Linked DNA regions of Sus scrofa: region 1 is linked to region 2. The links are chromatin contacts, called in public Hi-C maps. All regions are on one chromosome and are shown on one strand. The core of a region is the stretch at or near the end of the contact, and the rest is flanking DNA. Distances in the headings are between cores, read along the strand shown.

Region 1 (3,429 bases), core at 443-2,942, 150 kb before region 2:
AAGGGGGCCAAGCGGGCATGGTGGAAGGGGGGCAAGACACAGGATTGGATCTGGATACTGATGCAGTATGTGGCCCTGGGCTGAACCTGGCATGTAGTCATTATGTGGAGCTCAAAAATAGATTTGCTCATTAGTGGAATATGGCCACAAATCAGGAAATATTATGGTCAGGATCATGCCCAGTACTTGAAGGTCCAGGAGTTTTAGGGTCACTGAGGCCTTTAGGAGCCTGTGTTTCCATCCCAAATTTGGGGAACTTACCATCCCACCATCAACAGCTCCAGTTCTATAAGAAAATAGATTGGGGACTTCTCATTGTGGCTCATTGGTAATGAGCCTGACTTATCCATGAGGATGTGGGTTTGACCCCCGGCCCAGCTCAGTTGGTTAAGGATCCAGCGTTACCATGGGCTGTGGTGTGGGTTGCAGATGCACCTACGATCCCAGGTGGCTGGGATCGTTGTGGCTGTGGCCGTGGCGTAGGCCAGCATCTACAGCTCTGATTCCACCCCTAGCCTGGGAAATTACATATGGCATGGGTGCAGCCCTAAAAAAAAAAAATAAAAACAAAAACACAGGTTGTACATTCAGTTTTAGCCTGATGATTCCCACCCAGCAGGCCCTTAAGGGCCAAAGAGAGACTAGGGAGATCCCCAAGCATATCATCATAACTATTCTACCTTCTCTGTCCCACACTATTGAATAAAATATCCTGTCAAGTACTTGCATATGGATTTTAAGGTCTAATCTGCTTGTGGTTTTCCTATATTTGCATGCTTCGGTAAGAAGAGTAAGTATGGGGGTTCCCATAGTGGCTCAGTGGTTAACGAACCCGACTAGCATTCATGAGGACATGGGCTCAAGCCCTGACCCAGCTCAGCGGGTTAAGGATCTGGCCTTGCTGTGAGCTGTGGTGTAGATTGCAGATGTGGCTCGGATCCCACGTTGCAGTGGCTTTGGCGTACACGCAGATACAGCTCCGATTTGACCCCTAGCCTGGGAACCTCCGTATGCCGCGGGTGCGATCCTAAAACAGACCAAAAAAAAAAAAAAAGTAAGTATGGCAGGAGATTTTAAGCCAAATCATCACAGAAGTCATGCAAGGTCCTTCCTGGCCCCAAACCTTCCCTTTCCTGGTTAGGGGTGTGTGTGTGTGGGTGTGTGTGTGTGTGTGTGCGTGCGCGCGTGCAGGTGGAGCTGGAAAAGTGCCAAGACTTTTGGGGCGCATCCATGTGCCATTTCAGACGTCTGTTCTGGAGTCTTGACCGGATTTCCCGGGCTTCATTTTGTTCAGCTGTTTCCGTGACAACTCCAAAGTGTGACGTCAGAAACACGACCTACATTGACATTTGTTTCCAAAAACAAAACTGGGATGGTCCCAAGTTTTCCGGGGCTGAAGGAGAAAAGATGAAGAGTAAAATTACCATGATTATGTCTGCCTCCTGCCCTGGTGCTGAACACCTTCGCTCCAGGTTTGGAACAAATCACCTCTAAAGTACCGCCGCTCACTATCCCTTTTAGAGACCTGAAGCACGAAGACGGAAGTAAAGCGGCGGGAGAGGCCGCCCTCTGCCCTTTAAATGTCACTGACGATCCTGGAGATCCCCGCCCCTTCCCTCCAAGGAAGGATACCATTGGCTTTCGCTGACGGCATCTCACTCCTATTGGTCAGTGAGCTAACTCCGGGGCAGATTGGCCCCAAAGTTTCTTTTTGGCTTCCGGCGTCCCAGCAATGGCGGCTCTAGACTCCTTGTCGCTCTTCACCGGCCTCGGCCTGAGCGAGCACAAAGCGCGAGAGACGCTCAAGAACACGGCTCTGAGCGCGCAGCTGCGCGAGGCGGCGACCCAGGTGCAAACCTACGTCCTTGGCCCCGGCTGCCGACTGTGCCCCAAGGCAACTCCGGGCCGGGTCCAGACCCCGACCCACCCATCTTGTCTCACTCTTGCTTTTCTTACTGGAAGTGAGGCTTATCTCCTGACCCCTCTGACCCTAGGCACAGCAGACTCTGGGCTCCACCATCGACAAAGCTACCGGGACCCTGCTCTATGGCTTGGCCTCGCGACTGCGGGATCCTCGTCGACTGTCTTTCCTCGTGAGCTACATAGCTAGTAGGAAGATCCATACTGAGACTCAGCTGAGCGGTGAGACCCTTGCCTGTCTTGCTTCCACCTCCAGCTCCTCCTCTCAGCCAAGATCCCTATCTAACCATTCTGACAAGACCCACAGTGTCACTCTAGATTACTAGTTCTGCATTCTTCTCTAAACTTAGGCCCTGGCACTGACGGAGAGGGCCACCTCTGGGTGAGACCCACTGGAGAACTGTGTAGGTCTGAGGGAGTTTCCCTCACAACACATGCTTCTTTCCTGTGGCCTTAGGGCTTCTCTAGTGAAGTGCAAGACTTACTTTTCCAGGAAGTCAAACTAATTGGGGTTTCATGGATAGGATTAGGGCCCTGTCTTCCTACTTCTTGGAGCTGAGATGCCACAAACTCCTTGGCTTTCCTTTTTCAGCTGCCCTTGAGTATGTGCGAAGTCATCCCCTGGACCCAATCAACACCATGGACTTTGAGCAGGAATGTGGTGTGGGCGTCATTGTGACTCCAGAGCAGATTGAGGAGGCTGTGAGTCTTTTCTTAGGTGTCAGCTGCCTCCTTAATTCTAAGGAGTGGCTTTCAGTACTTAATACTGGAAAGGAGTGGCCCTGCTTTACCAACCAGAAAGTCCCAGGGTGAGGGGATCAGTCCCTAGAGCATGTCTGAAGCTCATGGTTTGGCTTTCTGTAGGTGGAGGCTGCCATAAATCATCACCGATCCAAGCTCCTTGTAGAGCGTTACCACTTCAACATGGGGCTGCTGATGGGTGAGCAGGACCTGGGGCAGGGGACTACAGACTATGTTGTTATCACTGGTCATGCCTTCTCTTCTGGGCATGAGTGAGAGGGAGGTGGAAGGGAGAGTCGGAGCATCTTAAAAGAGGTCTGGCTGGGCCCAGGCTCTAGTTTCTGAGGTCAGCCAGGTCCTTTTCTTGAGAAACAGGGTGGGAAGTGTCCTCCTTTTCCTTTCAGCAGCTTCTTATGCCCATGTTTCTAGGAGAGGCTCGGGCTGCGCTCAAGTGGGCAGATGGCAAAATGATCAAGCATGAAGTAGACATGCAGGTGGGTGCTTCCTTGAGCTGAAGCAGGTGGAGGCCCTTCTAGAGACAGTGTCTAGCATCCACTGAGAGATAAATGGGAGTGAGAAGGGAAGAGAGCCTATTCCTTTTCTGATAGTGGATAGTAGAGCCTGGGGTAGAGGGGGCAGCACTTGGGTGGGCAGTGAAAGACTTGGCTCTCTGGGTTGTGTCTAGTTTGGGGTGAGTTGCTTTACTCTGAACCTCAGGTTCCTCATCTTGTAAATAATGGTGATGGGGCCTCCATCTCAAGATGTTGG
Region 2 (3,504 bases), core at 206-2,705:
AGTGTTCTAAGTCTAGACTTAAATAAAATCTTAATTTTTGTTACCTTTTCAAAGTTAAATAAACTTTATTCTACTTGAAAGAATACTGACACTGCTTAAGGAGACCAGTACGTTATTGCCTTATTACAGAACAGATGATAACGGTTTGATTTCCTCTGGATGTTAAATACTATCCCTACATCCCAAACAGAAAAGGAATAACTGAAACTACTTCCCACTCCACCCCCAAAGTCACGTGTTCAGAAGACCTGACATCCACTCCGTGCTAAAGAATTGAAACGGAAGACTTCTCAGTTTAAAGTTGACATGAGCAAAACAAAAACATTTTGGTGGATCTAACGATGTTTAACTACAGATATAATATTTAGCGCTAAATAGTCATTTACTAAATCTACATCTCCGAAGAAAACCTAGTAAAAAAATATGAATCAGCAACTTAGTTTCAAAACCCTACATTAAATCCGCAAGGTAATACGGTAGTCACTAACAACACACGGTTATTTAACTTAAAAATTAAACAAAATTTAACATTTGGCTGTTCAGTCGCACTATCCATAAATCAAATGCTCAAGGGCTACGGGTGGCTAGTGGTCAAGGGTTACTCAAAGGTACAGAATATACGCATTGTGAGAGAAAGTTCTATGGGACAGGGTAACAATCAGTACTGAGGTGAAGTCATCCGAGAACACAGTAGCCTCTCCCGCGGCTAGCACAGCAGGGTCCCCCGAGGCGGCGGCGCAGTTCCTGGGCTGCATATCGTGTCCGAAGGGCCGGGATATCCGCGAGGACACGGAGCCCACGCGCTGGGGAGCCTTCACTGGCGGGCGTTAACTAGCCGCGCGGGAGGCATTGCGAGAGTTCCCAGTGATGACTCGAATGGGAAACTCCGGAGGCAGTGAGTCTCCCTGGTGTGGCCGGCGGAGAGGGCCCAGATGCGCCGGCGCCAGTCGGTGAGAGGCGCCGGCCTCCGACCTTTACGCGAGCAGAGCAAGCGGCTAGAAGAGGAAAAACGGAGAAGCGCCAGGCGCTAGTCCGCTCAGACTACGGTTTTTAGCCGCCCCTCGGCGGGTAGCAGAGGGCGCTGAGACAGTGAAAAGGCTGCGGGGGGCGCCGGGACCTCGCGGGCAGCGACGAAGGCGGAGCCCCGGCCTGGCTAGGGAGGCGCGAGGAGAGCCCACCCCCCCTCCCCCGGCCCGCTCGGGTAAACAAGGCCGCGACTCGCAATGCGCACTCACCGGGAGCCGCGGCCCCGGGGCCGCTGAGCCCGGGCGGACCAAACTGGGTCGGGCCAGGCCTGAGGAACCGGACACAGGCGCGGCGGCGGCGGAGGCGGCGAGCCAACGCCGGTCAAGGCCCGCGCTGCTTCCTCTGGCGGAGCCTTCTTCGCAGCTCCGGAAGTGTTCGGAGCAGTTGCGTCACTTCCGGCCTGAGGTCGCCCCACGGTCGCCCGGGTCGTGACTGGCGCTGGGTGATAACGCTTCTGCGCGGTTGCTTCTCTGCAGCTTAGCGCTCCGACCCAGAGTGTGCCCAGCGCACTGCCGGCGCCGACTGCTGCGAGGGGCAGCAGAGGAAAGGGTTTGGCTTATTGGAGAGGGGTCACTCACTGCATCTCTTCCTGCTTTCTCCTACCAGCGCCGCCCGCCGGGATACCCTAAACCTGAGTTTTTCTTCTTTCTTTCTTTTTTTTTTTTTGGTCTTTTTGCCTTTTCTTGAGTCTCTCCCGCGGCATATGGAGGTTCCCAGGCTAGGGGTCGAATCGGAGCTGTAGCCACCGGCCTACGCCAGAGCCACATCAACATGGGATCCGAGCCACGTCTGCGACCCACACCAGAGCTCACAGCAACGCCGGATCCTTAACCCACGGAGCAAGGCCAGGGATCGAACCCGCAATCTCATGGTTCCTAGTCAGATTCTTTAACCACTGTGCCACGACGGGAACTCCTAAACCCGAGTTTTTCTGATGGACTCCTCACTTCACCGTTTGTTAGCCGTGTCCGGCACGGAGAAGACACCCTGACGTTCGTGGAATGGATAAAGGACTTCTATTTCCCATCCGCTCTCTGATCAAAGATCAAAGGAGAGCTGGGTCTTCGGGTCAGCGCACCGGGTCGGGATTTTCTGCCTACATTCAGATGCCGTCCCCTGGTGGCCGCGGATCTGCAGGACCACACCAAGCTTCCTTTTCCCTTTCCGCAGCCTACTTCTCCCATTCACCCAAGGCTGAATCTTAACTTTCTTGCTGCACAGTTTCTTCAAGAAGTATAGAAAGTGCCAATATGACATTCAGTACCTTCTATGACCTTTAACAAGTATTATGGATAGATAGAACCATGTAGGCTCACTCAGGTTGCTGCTGGACAGCATGGAAAAGCTGCTTCGGGTTTTTTTTTTGGGGGGGGTGGTATTTTTAGGGCCGCACTCGAAGCATATGGAAGTTCTCAGGCTAGGGATGGTATCATACTGCAGCTGTGGCCTACCCAACAGCCACAGCAACACCAGATCCGAACCAGCCGCGTTTGCAACCTACACCACAGCTCATGGCAACACTGCATCATTAACCCACTGACGCCAGGACCAGGGTTGGAACCTGTGTCCTCATGGGTACTAATCCAGTTCCTTACCACTGAGCCACTGGGGGAACTCCTATTGGTATATTTCTTGTACACGATTTTCAGGTTCCAGTTTAACTCACAGCATGTATCCAAATCAAGTGCATTCAAATACAAAGAAGCCCCAAATTAATTTGAAGTGAAAATTAATAGTAAGGAGTGAATAACATAAGATTATGAATTTTCTAGGAGTTCCCCAGTGGCTCAGTGGTTAACGAATCTAAGAACCGTGAGGTTTCAGGTTTGACCCCTGGCCTCGCTCAGTGGGTTAAGGTTCTGGCGTTGCCGTGAGCTGTGGCGTAGATTGCAGATGCGGCTCAGATGTGGCTCTGGCGTAGACCAGTGGCTACAGCTCCGATTCGATCCCTAGCCTGGGAACCTCCATATGCCACGGAAGCGACCCAAGAAAAGGCAAAAAGACAAAAAAAAAAAATTATAAATTTTATATATTAGTAACGCAAAAGTGTGTGTATAACCCAGTGTACTTATTTTATTTGTTTTGACAAAACATATCCATTACATCATGACATTAGTAAAGGACACAAAATGTATTTTCTGGTAACAAGATATCTTTTACTTAATTAGAATCTCTCACTTTGTGTTATTGGTAATAAATCCTCTCCAATAAATAAAAGGGAACATTTTTTTCTGCGTAATTATTGCATTTGCATCATTCACACATCAAGCATATGGGTGTATTGTACAATGTATTGGAATCCCATGTACCGGCCCTGTCTTTTCCTTGCTAAAGGTGAGTTTCTTTCTTTGTTGTTTTTTTTGTTTGGTTGGTTGGTTTTTTTTTTTTTTTTTTTTGCTTTTTAGGGCCCCACTGGCGGTTTATGGAGGTTCCCAGGCTAGGAGTCTAATCGGAGATAGAGCTGCCAGCCAGCATATG

The links. Hi-C and Micro-C count contacts between places; a contact is called where the count stands out from the background.
Region 1: a contact with region 2 is called in a Hi-C map of liver, with 2.4 times the contacts expected there. The contact joins the promoter of QARS here to the promoter of ARIH2 in region 2. A contact is called at or near these places in 1 of 5 promoter capture datasets (fetal liver), 1 of 47 Hi-C or Micro-C datasets (liver) and 1 of 2 datasets of contacts at active chromatin or transcription factors (alveolar macrophages).

What each region holds. Positions count from the first base shown.
Region 1 is chr13:31,721,463-31,724,891 of Sscrofa11.1, reverse strand. QARS (glutamine--tRNA ligase) reads left to right here and starts at 1,692. Exons shown (of 24, transcript XM_021070652.1): 1 at 1,692-1,849; 2 at 1,995-2,142; 3 at 2,513-2,622; 4 at 2,785-2,860; 5 at 3,091-3,155. The coding sequence starts at 1,733.
Region 2 is chr13:31,567,977-31,571,480 of Sscrofa11.1, reverse strand. It overlaps ARIH2 (E3 ubiquitin-protein ligase ARIH2), which reads right to left and starts at 1,455. Exons shown (of 16, transcript XM_003132197.6): 1 at 1,236-1,455. It overlaps ARIH2OS, which reads left to right and starts at 933. Exons shown (of 3, transcript XM_013981653.2): 1 at 933-1,017; 2 at 1,098-1,351; 3 at 1,353-1,716. The coding sequence starts at 933. The coding sequence ends at 1,655.